Linked DNA regions of Mus musculus: all the other regions are linked to region 3. Evidence: chromatin contacts called from public HiChIP or PLAC-seq and promoter capture Hi-C data. All regions are on one chromosome and are shown on one strand. Each heading gives the region's core, a stretch centred on a gene start, on an enhancer-like site or on the middle of the called end of the contact. The rest is flanking DNA. Distances are from core to core; before and after follow the strand shown. Region 1 overlaps Trafd1 (TRAF type zinc finger domain containing 1). Region 2 overlaps Naa25 (N(alpha)-acetyltransferase 25, NatB auxiliary subunit). Region 3 overlaps Aldh2 (aldehyde dehydrogenase 2, mitochondrial).

Region 1 (4,826 bases), core at 2,204-4,703, 200 kb after region 3:
GTTTGGACTCTCACTCACCTTCTTTGGGAGTGGGGGTGGGTAGTGGTAGGGACAGCAGACAGTCCTGTGGCCAGCTCAGCCAATGAGCTACCCTCAGCCCTTATTCACATATAAGATGACTTTTCTTCCCCAGAGACCCTCTTTCTCTGGGTAGCCCTGGCTGTCCTGGATCTCACTTTGTAGACTCACCCTGTGCCCTTGATAACTCCTAGGGATATTTACCTGCCTCTGGGTCCCCAGCGCCAGGATTAAAGGTGTGTGCCAGCACTGGCTGAGAACTGATGCTTTTCATATGTCCAAAAAAAGTGTGGTCATTTTTGTTCGTTTGCTTGAGACCAAGCTGTCATTGAGCTTCATAGAGATCCACATGTGTCTTGCCAGTGTTGTAGAAGGAAGGACTTCCCTCAGTGGTCACGAGGCTGTCTTGGGGTGCCTGGGACGGAGTCTTCCTGACCTGGCTCTATGTGTAGTGATGGAAAAATTTGCTGAGCAGCTCAGGACGAACTTTTTCTTTCTTTCCGTTTTTTGTTGTGGGGGGTGTTTTAAGGCAGGGCCTTCCTACATAGCCCAGGCTAGCCTGGGACTGGATATGTGGGCTCCAGAGTAAAGATGACCTAATTTGAAGACCTTCTGTCTTACCTTCCAAGCACTGGGAGCCGCCATATGTAGTGACAGTAGTAACTGGTCTTTCTCAGGGGTGGGGAGGGGACCCAGGGCTTCTCAGCAGTCCACCTGAGGACTGACAGCATGCGTGTGCACCGCTATGCTGCCTGTGAGTGGGAGGGCATACGAGCTGTGCTCAGGAGACTGTGCAGGACTCGGGTCTAGGAAGCATCTTTACCTGCGGGGCCTGATGTGGCTTCTTCAGGAATTTATCTTGCTGTTTTCCTGCTGGTACATGCTGCATTTTACTTAGTTTGGCTTGGTATTCTTCCTTGGAGACAAGATTTTGCTGTAGCCTACAAGGTGGGTAGCCCCAGAATAGCTGTACATTTGGTTCGTAGGCTAGTATAGCTCCGGGTCCTCCCTCCTGCCTGAGCCTCCCGAGTGCTCGCATCACAGGCTTGCATCACTGGTCCTGGGTCTACTAATTCTCTCTCTTCTCTCTTTTTTATGATTTATTTATTCCTTTACTTCATGTGCATTGTGTTTTATCTGCACATATGTCTGTGTGAGGGTGTCAGATCCAGGCTCTTTTCTTCCCTTAAGATTTGCTTTTTTTTTTTTTTTAAATGTATGAGTGCTCTGCTGCATATACATTGTACATCCATAGGCAAGAAGAGAGCATCAGATCCCATTACAGATGGTTGTGAGCCATCATGCAGTTGCTGGGAATTGAACTCAGGACCTCTGGAGAAGCAGCCAGGGCTCTGCCATCTCTCCAGCCTTGTAATGCTCTTACTTAAAACTAACGGAGAAAGAACTGTGTATTCCGTTTGTGTGCATGCATGCACATGTGTGAGAGTGTGGCTTGCCATTTCAGCAAAACTGGTTGGCCATGAGCCCTGAGTCTGCCTGTCTCTGCCGTGACTCCTGGCATTTACATGTGCCCGGGGATCTGAACACAGGTCCTCAAGCTAGCATAGCAAGCGCTGTACCCACTAAGTAAGCGCAGTGCAGCAGTTGGTTTTGGGCTTCCCTTACCACGTGGTGTAGTGGGGAGACACTGGTGGGGGAGACTGCCCTGCTGATGGGGAGTTTGAGCAGAGCTCCGTTGCTCGCCCTGCCCTCGTGGGTGGCTGAAGGGCATAGTTTAGAGAGTAGCTTTTCACTGGTGCTCCCTGCTTGCCACTTCAGAGAGTCCCCAAGTGTCATTTGCATGTCTGCATAAGTCAGTGGCTTTGTCACCATTGATGTGGATAAAATAAGAAAATGTCACTTGAGAAGCAAAATGGCATGTGGCTGAGCCATCCTGATTCCCAGTCTGTTGTCATTCGAAGGAGTCTGGGACAGTGTATAAATAACTGCTAAGGGATTCAGAAGGCACAGTGCAGGAGCTAGTGAGAACAAGGTTACCTGGTGCAGAGCAACGTACAGAAGAAAAGCAGCTTAGCAGCTTAGCGTGGACGACAGACCTAGCTACACCGGCCTGTCTGAGGAACTATTCACACTGCAGGTTTTGAAAGCTGCTCTGGGGGTGCTGTAGAGATGGCTCAGTGGTTACGAGCTGCTACTACTCCAGCAGAGGACCCAAGTTCAGTTCCTAGCACCCACATCTGGTGGCTCACAGTCACCTATAACTCAAGCTGTAGGTGGAATCGGATGCCTCTGGCCTCTCGGCACCAGCTCTCCTGTGCACATCCCCATGTATGCATGCGTGTAAGAGTATTAACTACATCTTTTGTAAAAGTTTTTTTTGGGGCTGGATAGATGGTTTGGTGGGTAAGAGCACTTGAGCACCCGTTGCTCTTCCAGGGCACCTAGGCTCAGTTTTCCCAGGGTTCAGTTCCCACACTGTGGCTCAAAGCATCCATAAATCCAGTTCCAGGGGATCTGATGCCCTCTTCTGGCCTCTATGGGTACTGCATGCATGTGGAGCACATACATACATGTAGGCAAAACATTTATACACAACGTCAGTAGTACATCTAATAAAACTGTTGGTCTTTGAGCCAGGTATGGTGGCCACACCTTTGATTCTAACACTTGGGAGGCAGAGGCAAGTGGATGGATTTGTTATGAGTTTGTGGCCAGCCCTGGTCCACATAGAGAGACTCTGTTTCATAAAATAAAGGCAATTGGTCTTTGGAGCCTTCTCTGCCACCTCTCGTTTTTCCCCTCGGTGTTTTGAGGTAGGGTTTTTCTGTGTAGCCCTGGTCATTCTGGAACTTGCTCTGTAGACCAGGCTGGCCTCAAACTTGGATCCTCTTGTTTGCCACGTTGTACGCTACCATGCCTGGCTCTGGCTCTCTGTCATCTTAAGAAAAGGGTCTTCAGGACTGTAATTGCATTAGGTACAACTAGGCAGTTAGTAGGAAAGAAAAGTCTGTTGTGATTAAAAATGCTTTTTTCCTAAATGGTGTCTATTTATTATACTATATGTATGTATTCTGTATGCACGCACATGTGCACCACGATGTGCAAGTGAAGGGCAAAGGATAGATATCCTTTGGGGACCAGTCCTCTCCACCTACCGTGGATCCTGGGGTGACATTTGGGTTGCCAGGCTTGGACCATCACACCAACACAGAAATATTTTGTCACCTCTTCTCTTCTGGTTCTGGACATTCCAGGCCATGGGAGGATCAGCGATAGGAGCCTCCCGGTACCTGGAGGCTGAGGAAGGAGCTCCAGGCCAATCGGAGCTACACTAGCAAGAGCATGACTTGAAAGTCAAACACACAGAGATAACAATCATTAGGCGGGCCAGGGGTTTTCCATTCCCAGCGCTCAGTAAGCTAGGGCAGGAAGATGGCTGTGAATGGGAAGCTTGTCTATATGACAGTGACAGCGTGAGAACCAGTCTCAAAACACAAGCTGGGCATGCTGGGCCTCGCCTACAGGCCTCACCTTTGCGAGGTGGAGAGACGAAAATCCAGGTCTTTTCTGCAGAGTGACTTGAGGCCAGCCTGGGCTCCATGAGTTCCTGTGTGAAAAGGCAAACACAAAACCAAAATGTGGCTGGGGACCAAACACTGACAGGACATGTGTCCATGTGGTGGCACTGTGTGAGAGAGGGTGTGGGTCACACAGTAACGCTTGCCTTTCTTTCCGCTTACTTCTGCAGCAAGAAGGAAATTCCTGTATTTAATTTTACCATCCATGAAATCCACTGTCAAAGGAACATTGGTGTGTGCCCTGTCTGCAAGGAACCGTTCCCCAAATCTGACATGGACATTCACATGGCTGCAGAGCACTGTCAGGTGACCCACCCGTCCCCAGATGTCCCCGGGGAAAGGTGTCGTGACAGGGCCACTGGATTGACTCTTTTCATCCTAGGTGACCTGTAAATGCAACAAGAAGTTGGAGAAGAGGCAGTTAAAGCAGCATGCGGTTAGTGTCACCGTGGGAAGGGAGGAGGGATGCACTTCTGGGGCCAGGCCCCGCTGAGACCACAGAGCCTCGTTGCAGCAAGCAAGCCTGTATAAGCCTGTTCTCCACCACCTTGCAGGCAGACCTTTGCTCATAGCCCAGTTGAAACTTTTACTGACCCTGCCAGATGGGCTCCTAGCTCCTGTACTCCTTCCTTGGACTGCGTTCTTGCCCCTATTGGTGCCTTCCTGGCTTGTTCTATATGTTGAGGTCATATATAATGTGTGCATGTGGAGGTCAAAGGGTATCTTGTGGGAGTCAGTTCTCCTTCCTGGGCCTCAAATTCAGGCTGTCCAGCTTTGGCAGCAAGTAACTATAGTTGCGAAACCATCTCACTGACCTCCAGCTCCTCCTTAGAAAGCAAGGCATTCCTGCCCAGGTTAGAGAAGGCTGAAGTCGATACTTAGTTTCTTGCCCAGTGCTGAACTCCAGCCTCTGTGTGTGTATAATACATCCTGGCCACCTTGCCTTACAGGAGACAGAGTGTCCCCTGCGGCTCGCCGTCTGCCAGCACTGTGATCTGGAGCTTTCTGTTGTCAAGTTGAAGGAGCATGAGGATTACTGTGGAGCCCGGACAGAGCTGTGTGGCAGCTGTGGGCGCAACGTGCTTGTGAAGGAGCTGAAGACTCACCCCGAAGTCTGTGGGAGAGTGGAGGAGGAAAAGAGAACGGAGGCTGCCATCCCTCCGGAGGCTTACGACGAGCCCTGGAGTCAGGACAGAATCTGGATCGCATCCCAGCTCCTCAGACAAATCGAGGCTCTGGACCCGCCCATGAGGCTCCCTGGAAGGCCCC
Region 2 (4,562 bases), core at 1,331-3,830, 160 kb after region 3:
GATTCTAAGGATGCCATACTCACACGACCATAGCCCACCCAAAATGAAACCACTCTCCTTCAGAGAGACACTGCTCCTAGGTGGGTACCAGACACAAGGTGATGGATGAGCTGTGCAGCAGGACAGAAGACACCAAACAAGACACCAATAGGACTGTCATAATGGACTCCGAGGAAGACATCAAGAACCAAGTTTCCTGAGCACACAAACTGCTCAGTTGCCCCAGACAAGCAAGTGAAGGGAGCGCTCCCAAGTGTACTGTGACTCAGATTAAAATTATCGGATGAGATGCTGCAGAGCAGAGCCAAGATAGAGAGTTCTACACAAAGTCCTGGCACAACACAAGCAAATCTCAGGGAAGAACATTTCAGAGTGGGCCCAGGCCACTAGGATCAGAAGATAGATCACCCCTTTGGGCCAAGGGAAGCATTTAGCTGAACGCTGATGTCTGCCCCAAAGACACTGTCTAGAAAAGCTAGTTTTTGCCTAGTTTTTATTGCTTGCTCTGCCCCCATTTCCACTATGCCTGAGTAATTTGCCCAGGAGAAAAATAGGCCAATAGTCAACAACATACCCTCTGATACACAGCCTCGCAGGGTTCATTTCAAGCCGTGGGGCTGCGCCACGGGTGCTAAGTCAACTGCATTCGATGCGGCTTTTAAACCCCCAGGGGACACCTCGGCCAGCTGTTTGCCTGCAGTATCTGGAGAGATTAAAGACGGACGGACACAAGAAAATTAAAAAGATTATGTGTGATCCTGCGGGTGTAGGACTGACTGCCAGCTTGACTGAGGACACTGGCATGCCTCATCAAGAGGCCCACACTTAGTCAGACTTCTCTCCTATAGTCCCCAACTTAGAAGACACAGCAGGGCTAACTGCCAACCCTTGCAATGGGAGCTTACAGCTTGAAAACACTTCAAGCTAGCCAGGATGCAAACAAGACTTGGGTGGTTCTGGGCAGACTGCAGTTCCAACATGAGACCAGCCTTCCCTAAAATGGGAGCTCAGTGTCTGAGCAGTCCACAGAACTTCACTTGAGAAAACAGACAACAGCTTTTACATGACAGAAACAAGGGACAACCAGGAGAAAAATACAGTCTCAACACACCAGGAGTGGCTGCAGTTTTTGTGCATCTGCCTGAGATAGTCCTCTTCAAATGCCACATTACAGTGGCTCTGCAGGGCTAGCCAAGGGCCCAGGGAGCAGTAGCAGAAGGCTGAGAACATCCCTGCTGAAGCCTGGCGCCTCATGGGACACAGCCAAACAAGCGGCCATAAGCACTCTAAAGACTACTGCCAGAGCATGCATCCACACCTACTCCCGGTCAGACACCAGAAGAATCCCTAAAAATGAACCCTGAGTGCTATGAAAATTAGCAAAACACACAGGTATCAGACCTTAAATGATGACTAATATGAATATCTAAAATAAAGATTTCAAAGAAAAAAATTTCAAATACCCTTATTATTTGTATTTATCCAATGTATGTTTGGGTGGATCCCCTGGACCTGGAGGTACAAATGGTCCCGATCCACCAGACGTAGACTCAGGCCCTCTGCAAACCCAGTATGCTCTTAACCACTGTCCTATGTCTCTGTCCCCCAAAAGGGAGCATTTAAAACTAGCTGACTTTTGGCAATGGGAAGACCTAACAGTGACACCTAACAAGACAGCAGGACCATCCAAGGGTAACTGAACCCCATAGCACGGAGCCACCTAACAACAGCAGACTGCCTATTTAAGAAGTGCTTTGTTAAAGAACTAATTAGGAAGCGAAATAAATTAGTAGCCCAAGGGAAGAAGCATCCAGGGACCCCCAGAACAAGTGAAAGTTGCAGAAGACTAGGCTACCCCAACAGGCACAGGGCTCCATTTCCTTACTATAGATATGGGCATCAGCACTGCCTCTGGTCCTCACAGATGGTGTACTTGAGAATGGTTAAAGTAGCCCCAGCTAAACTCAAGGAGAGGATTACTATTCCCTGACTAGTAAACTGGTAATTTATCAGGCTCAGCATCATGTACATTTAGCTACATTAGTGATTCCTGCCACAGGCAACATAGCAAAACATTGATTCCTCTGAGGCCAGGCAAGAAGACAGAGCACTTGGGGCTAGCCTCACCTACATTGCAAGACCCTGTCTCAAATTTTAAGAGTCTTCAATAAATTAAATGTCTTTAACCTCTTCCTTATAAATACAGAAGAGTGAGAATAATGAAAGATGAGGAAGCAATTCTTAAGTTAGTAAATCCCTCAGAAAGAGATGGCAAGCACACATTCCTCAATGTGCTGTGTGGTCACAGGTTTCTCTGTCATCAGGGAGAAGGTCCCCACAGGATAAGCAGACAGATAGCTGATGGAGTGGGCTGAGGCAGAGGCCAGCCTTCTCTAGGATCAAAGCTATCCTCAGCTGCTTCGCACCTATGGTGCAGAACACACACTGCTCAGACATCTGTCTGCCCTGCTTCTTTATTCTTTAACACATCTCTCAAGAAGCACGTGGAAGACAGACTTTAAAGGAAAGACCTCAAGACTCAAGAGTATTTGTCAAGATGAGTCACAGATGGCAACTTCCTCACCAAGCTCAATGATGCTGAGAGACCAGGAAACTAGGAAGCTACTGGCTAAGCCAGGCATGGCCCAACTCTAAGAAGTGAGGCTTAGCCACACACAAGAAGAACAGCAGTAGTGGCCACTCTAAAGACTCGCCGTCTCTGCACACTAGCTCCTGGTGTTGCTCCAGTTTTGCAAGACCATCAACTGAGACCATGTGGATTCCTGAAAGAACTTTAACCACGTGGGCCCAGGGAGCAGCAGGGATGACTACATGCAGACCCTCCTAGACTCTGCCCTGGGCAGCTCTAACAAACTGGCCCTTAAATGCAGTAGGGGATGCTATTGGACCAAACTTAGAGCCCCTTGCTCCAAGATTGGAAATCTTGGAAAGTCCCTGGATAGCATGTGAAACGCAAAGCTGAGGGACGTGAGATGTCTCAGTCTGTTAGTGTCCCGTTAGAAACGGACATTTCTAAGGATTCAATTATAGACATGAGCACTGAGCAAATTCAATACCTCTCCCTAGTGGTCTACGGGCACCTGCCAGCTAAAGAGCCAGGCGCCGGGGACTCTGTGTTGTGACCCTAGGCGGTGCACTCTACACCAGGCAGTCAGCAGCAAGCCATGATACCAGTGGGTTTCACTTACATCTTTCTGGTTGGAGTGGAAAAACCTGAGTGCAAAGTTACAGGACTGGGAGGCAGCAGCATACTGACCCAGGGATGCAGCATATCGGGTCAGAAGATAGCTAGGGAGGAAGAACAGAGAAAACATCAGTTACTTCCCTCTACTGTCGAATACTAGGCATCAAGTTACTATGGCGAAGAGAAAGCAGGCCAAAAAACCCCCAAAACCCCTGCCAGAATGATCCTGCTCATGGGATCAAATTAAAAGAAAATCAAGAGAGCTCTTTCTTTACACCTTGATAATAACAAGAATGAACACCATATTCTCTTCCTAAATTCGAATAACTACATAACATAGCCCAAACTCAAACTCAAAATGAAGTCTTGGGTCAGTGGCAATAGCTCACAGAAGATAGTCTGAAGGATACACACAGCAAAAGAGCACAAGCATGCCTCAAACAATGGCTGGCACTATCTCTGGGGAAAGCAACTGACCATTATAATTAAAGCAGTCGGAGATACAAACCCTTGCGCTCTGGCTAATGTTTGGAGCCCTGCGCTGCTACAGTCTACACGAGTGACCTTCCTAGGCTCGACGAAACTGCCTGCTCGGTTCTCAGAGTGTATGCTACCAACCCAATGCCTTCCTAGGCTCCATGCAGCTGCCTGCTCGGTACTCAGAGTGTATACTACCAACCCAATGGTGTCGTGCTGGATGTGCTTAGCATCGAGACTGGAGTAGAGATCCACCACTGGTTCAAATGCACCCAGCACGCAGTAGATCCGAACAAGTAGCAATTTGAACTGAGCATTGGATGGGCTGTGGGTTAAGCCTTCTTCCAGCAGAGTCAGGGCCTGCCAGACCGCAGTCTCCTCACCTGGAATCAAAACACATTATCCACTCAGCTTTAAGAGCACGGAATTTCCTAACAACAATGAATCATGAATGAGTTTGGATGCATAAAAATTTTAGATACAGACTTGGGATCAAAAGAGGGAATTCCGGGCTGGAGAGATGGCTCAGTGGTTAAGAACACCGACTACAGAGTCGGTCCCGAGTTCAAATCCCAGCAACCACATGGTGGCTCACAACCATCCATAATGAGATCTGACTCCCTCTTCTGGAGTGTCTGAAGACAGCTACAGTGTACTTACATATAATAAATAAATAAACCTTAAAAAAAAAAAAAAAGAGGAAATTCCCCTAAATACAAAGTCCTCAAGTAGTTACATCAGTGCTTAAATAGAGCTGTGCAAAAGTAATCCAGGATGTAGAACAAGAGGATGTTAGCTAGCCTTCCCCCTGAAGGGCTTTAACCACAAGACAGACCCTACAAGCTATTATCATTTTATTCCATATGTAACTGTACTAAAA
Region 3 (4,736 bases), core at 1,963-4,462:
TGACCCTATCTCTGGCTCCTTTGGCGTAGAGCCACGGCAATTTTCATAAACGGCGAGCATTTGTAAATTCAACATTTACTCAAAAGCAGTGGCTGCAGTCCTGTCTGTGGGGTCAAGGTGAGTCTAGCATGAGTTTGGGCATGTCTCCATTATGCCTGGTCTGATAGCCAAGCTCTATCATCTGGCCCCGGACTGAACCTTCCTTCACCTGTCAACTACATCCTGAGCTCCAAGCTCCTGTCCACTGTTTTCTAGACAGGGTTTCTCTGTGTAGCCCTGGCTGTCCTGGAACTCACTCTGTAGACCAGGCTGGCCTCGAACTCAGAAATCCGCCTACCACTGCCCGGCCCATCCACAGTTCTTTAAGTCTGTGAGTTACTGTTATCCCTGCCACAAAATGGGTTTCAGGAAGGCCATAGGTTTGAAACCAGGCTTTGCTCCGCATAGCTTGATCATGGACAGATAAGCTACCTCAGGATGAAGCCCCTCTGGGTCAGAAAAAGAGTAAATATTTAAGGAGACATTTGATCAAGGCTTTGAAATCAGCTGGGAGGAGCCGCTTCTGTGATCCAATTTGTATTTCTGCTTGGCAAGGAACTGCCTTAGAGTAAATATTGAGTTTACAAATGCTTGCTGTTTATGAAAATGTCTGTGGCTTTGTGCCGAAGGAGCCAGAGATATGATCACTTCCTGGGGACCCAATGTGAAATATCTGGGAGTTAACATGAGCAGAGTGTGGGAAGAGGTGGGAAGGTGGTGGAACGAGCCAGGGTCAGGGGTCATGGTGAGACAGAATTACCAGCTGTTTAAGCACAGGGACAAATTAAAACCTCACTATCCTGGCAAAAGTTTCAAAATAGAGCCAAGCCCCACCTCCTTCCTGGGAGGGGCGACGATAAATTTGGCAGTACAAAAAGCACTGGCTTGGGAGCTGGGGGGTGGGGGGGAGCTCAGTGCCTGAACATCTCAGGGGTTCCCCTTAGCTTTGACCACAAGCTGACCCTAGGTGCCTCTGATGTTAAAGAGTACATCTATATGTGTGTCAGTCTGTGCTTATCTGGAACTTGACCCCCTTGGGATCTTGTAATGCAAATGCTAGCGGGTGCTGTTCACTGGATGGTTACATAACTGCCTTTTAAGAAGCAGATGGGCGCTTGCTTCCTGCTGCAGGCCTTGGGTTTGATTATAGCAAAGAGGAGAAGCAGAGTAAAGAGATGTGGGAGAGATTGAGCAGGGCTGGTAGGCGCTGGGCGTGGTGCCGCTCAAGAGGCTGAGGCAAGGGGATTATGGGTTTCGGGCTAGCCTAGGCTACTTCAATAAAGGAGGAATAAGCTAAAATAAAAATAAAGGAAGGAAGGAAGGAAGGAAAAAGCGAGAAAGCCAGAAGAATTCCCTAAACCAAACTTTTTTTTTTTTTTTTTTTTTGGAATCACCCGTGGGGGGTGGGGGTGAAGCGCTCCAGGATCGTGGGTATCCTAGGAGACTTCCATGCATCAGGATTTGAAAGGGATTCCCAGGATGGTGCTTTCTTTAGCAAACTGAGCAGCCATCTGCCCGCAGAACCTAGTGCCCAGGTTTCCTTGGGACTGCATGTCTCCCCAGAGTCCTGCTGTGGTAGGAAACGCAAAGATGGCTGTAGGAAGTGGATGGAAGAGCTTGCCTGCTGCCTTAGATAGAGTAGGATTCACAAAACAATGGCAGCATCTGATCCGGAAAGACACCTGCAGCTCCTATTCTCAGGGGGCCAAGATCCATGGTCCTTGTCTCCCAGTCTCCTGGGTCCTCCCTGCGGGGATGATAGTGCTCCATTGGGAAGCCAGCAATGGACTCTCCCTCTCACAATGTGATGCTGCTCCTCCTGGACCAGGACCACCTGTGAGAGAATATTACTGCGGGGCAGTGGTGGCACAAGCCTTTGATCCCAGCACTTGGGAGGCAGAGGCAGGCGGATTTCTGAGTTCGAGGCCAGCCTGGTCTACATAGTGAGTTCCAGGACAGCCAGGGATATACAGAGAAACCCTGTCTCGAAAAACCAAAAGAAAAAAAGAGAGAGAGAGAGAATATTGCCAATGAGTCCTCTTGTTTGCCCCTTGGCAGTGTTCTCTACAGCTAAAGGCACAGGGGCTCTTTATCATCATCTTCCATCACTGGAGGCCATGCTGAGGAGGAAGATTCGTTCCCTTTCCCGTTAAAGACAGTTCCACACTTGGGAGGCAGAGGCAGGTGGATCTCTGAGTTCGAGGCCAGCCTGGTCTACAGAGTGAGTTCCAGGACGACTAGGGCTAAAAGAGAAACCCTGTCTCAAAAAAAAAAAAAAAAAAAAAAGACAGTTCCAGAAGGGGCTGGGACCAGAAAGTGCAAGTCTCACTTCTGTAGTGAGTGTGAAAATGAAATTCTTTGACTCTTTTAGTTTAAAATCAAAACAAACTTGATGCCCCACCGGCTGGCTCATCGGCCAAGGATGCTTGTGGTTGGGCCTGATGGCCTGAGTTCTAGCCATCAAAGGCCCAAGGTAGAAGGATAGGATGACAGACTTCCAAAAACATGTCCGCTGACCATGACACACTGTGACGCGCGCGCGCACACACACACACACACACACACACACACACACACAGAGTTAATCAAACAACCAACTTGAAATTCTTTCTAGAAAGTTCCCTCCTTCCACATATCACAGCTTGTGGTGGTTTGAATAGGAGTGCCCCCCCCCCCCCCGTGTTGGCCCATAGATTTCTAGGATTAAATTAATAAAATGCCCAATGTATCTAGCTGAGTTTTCTTAAAGGTTTGCTCTTATATTTATATAGTTTATACTGGGATTAAGAGTGTGTACCGCCACAAAACTCTTGGGGTCCTCTTTAATGGCTCCCTCTGAGACCCTCCACTTTCTCCACAGCCTATGTGCAGTCACTGGGACCCTCTCCTCCTCAAAACTTAAGCTCCAGGGAGCCAAGGCTTTGCTGTTTGGCCCTGTGTGCCTGTCATGGTGGTGGCTCTGACTTACTGCCAGAGCTTAGAGGACACCTAGAGTCTGTGAAACCCTCTTGACAGGGGCAGACACTGTTTGGATTTTACTTTAGATTTCAGAGTGTTACCTCCTGACCTGTGTGTTTTAGAAACCGAAGAGGAAATGCATTCAGCACCTTACATAAGAAAGGCAGGCCTTGGTTGGGGGCCAGGAGGGTTAGACGCCAGTGGACTTGTGGCTTGGATTCTGCCCTCTTGTGGTCTGAAGGCGCTGGCTGTGCTGGGCTGTGTGAGAGCGGCCTGCCCTCCTGGCTCCCCACCAGCGCTTGGCTGGGGGTCAAGGGGAGGGGCGTGGTGGGGAGGAAATGGGGACCATGAACTCAGCAATCTCTTATTTCACCAGCCAAGAAGGAAGGAAGGACAGAACTTTGACCAGTCACTCCCACAGACTGGAAGAATGACACAGCATATTCCAGCCTTGCCTCCGAGCACAGGGACAAGGCAGGGTGGGACAGTGTTCCAAGACCACCTAATTTGATTAGGCCACCTCTCTCTGTCCAACTTCCTGATGTTTCAAAGTGCCCTGAGAATTTCTTGGGGGTAAACTCATGAATTCTGTCTGGAGGGGAAAGCCGGGTGGCTGAGTCACTCCTGGTCTGAGATCTTAAGTTGTAGCTGGCTGTGCCCTTCTAGGATAAGTGTTATAAAACAACCTGTGGCCGGGTCCTGGTCCGGAACTGCACACCTCTCATACAGACAATCTTTATACAGACATCTGAGACTCATTTCCCCAGTTTCCAAATGGGGAGGGGCTAGACTCCAGTCTATGCCTGCCTCACCTTGAAGTTCGATCTTTCTGACATTCAGAATAAAGTGTAGCGGGGCGGGGGTGGGGCTGGTCATGGGTGGGGGTGGTGAGTAAGACTGATGGCAATTGTATTTTTATTGGGTACTACTATTATTATTATGACTTTGTGAGACTGGGTTTTGCTATGTGCTGTGTGCTGGTCTCAAGGCAATCCTCCTGCCTCAGCCTTCTAAGTGCTGGGGTTATATACATATGCCTCCATGTTTAGCTTTGAGGAGATACTAACCTGGGCCATGGCTGGAGTTGGAAGAGGGCAGATAACAAGGTCTTGGCATCTGTATTAGTCAGGGTTCTCTAGAGTCACAGAACTTACGGATAGTCTCTAGTTAGTAAAGGAATATATTGATGACTTACAGTCGGCAGCCCAATTCCCAACAATGGTTCAGTCGCAGCTGTGAATGGAAGTCCAAGGATCTAGCAGTTACTCAGTCTCACGCAGCAAGCAGGCGAAGGAGCAAGAGCAAGAGCAAGAGCTAGACTCCCTTCTTCCAATGTCCTTATATTGTCTCCAGCAAAAGGTGTAGCCCAGATTAAAGGTGTGTTCCACCACACCTTTAATCCCAGATGAAAGGCATAGCCCAGATTAAAGGTGTGTTCCTTAACTCGGAGATTCAATCTTCTGGAATCCATAGCCACTATGGCTCAAGATCTTCAAACCAAGATCCAGATAAGGATCTCCAAGCCTCCAGATAAGGGTCACTGGTGAGCCTTCCAATTCCGAATTGTAGTTCATTCCAAATATTGTCAAGTTGACAACCAGGAATAGCCACTACAGCATCCGAATGCTTGCATTCCACCCTGGCTCTTGTCTCTGCTGTGGATGTGAACCCATGGCCAAGCTTCCCCCTCCCCTCTCCCCTCCTGTACTTGGTGAAGGGAATTAAGACGAGTGCTGGTA

The links. HiChIP or PLAC-seq counts read pairs in DNA pulled down with a chosen protein or histone mark. Capture Hi-C pulls out chosen DNA fragments and counts their contacts.
Region 1: a promoter capture Hi-C map of adipose tissue shows a contact between it and region 3. The contact joins two enhancer-like sites. A contact is called at or near these places in 1 of 39 promoter capture datasets (cranial neural crest), 1 of 484 Hi-C or Micro-C datasets (the HL-1 cell line), 2 of 115 datasets of contacts at active chromatin or transcription factors (intestinal villus epithelium and pancreatic cancer cells) and 3 of 9 other capture datasets (adipose tissue, liver and pancreatic islet).
Region 2: an H3K4me3 HiChIP or PLAC-seq map of bone marrow-derived macrophages shows a contact between it and region 3, with 5 times the contacts expected there. The contact joins two enhancer-like sites. A contact is called at or near these places in 2 of 115 datasets of contacts at active chromatin or transcription factors (bone marrow-derived macrophages and pancreatic cancer cells) and 3 of 9 other capture datasets (adipose tissue, liver and pancreatic islet).

What each region holds. Positions count from the first base shown.
Region 1 is chr5:121,378,583-121,383,408 of GRCm38.p6, reverse strand. It overlaps Trafd1 (TRAF type zinc finger domain containing 1), which reads left to right. Exons shown (of 12, transcript NM_001163470.1): 3 at 3,728-3,863; 4 at 3,940-3,993; 5 at 4,508-4,826. Among named protein-coding and RNA genes, the nearest start is that of Gm42020, 4.5 kb to the left of the region's middle. Within about 2 kb of position 3,453, at least 9 of the 459 cell types and tissues checked have an H3K27ac peak or open chromatin away from gene starts, as enhancers often do. A contact at or near this core is called in adipose tissue, where this site is marked.
Region 2 is chr5:121,425,474-121,430,035 of GRCm38.p6, reverse strand. It overlaps Naa25 (N(alpha)-acetyltransferase 25, NatB auxiliary subunit), which reads right to left. Exons shown (of 24, transcript NM_172722.4): 14 at 3,885-4,065; 15 at 3,210-3,309. Among named protein-coding and RNA genes, the nearest start is that of Erp29, 25 kb to the left of the region's middle. Within about 2 kb of position 2,580, at least 10 of the 459 cell types and tissues checked have an H3K27ac peak or open chromatin away from gene starts, as enhancers often do. A contact at or near this core is called in bone marrow-derived macrophages, where this site is marked.
Region 3 is chr5:121,582,902-121,587,637 of GRCm38.p6, reverse strand. All of the region lies in intron 1 of Aldh2 (aldehyde dehydrogenase 2, mitochondrial), which reads left to right. Among named protein-coding and RNA genes, the nearest start is that of Aldh2, 8.6 kb to the left of the region's middle. Within about 2 kb of position 3,212, at least 206 of the 459 cell types and tissues checked have an H3K27ac peak or open chromatin away from gene starts, as enhancers often do. A contact at or near this core is called in adipose tissue and bone marrow-derived macrophages, where this site is marked.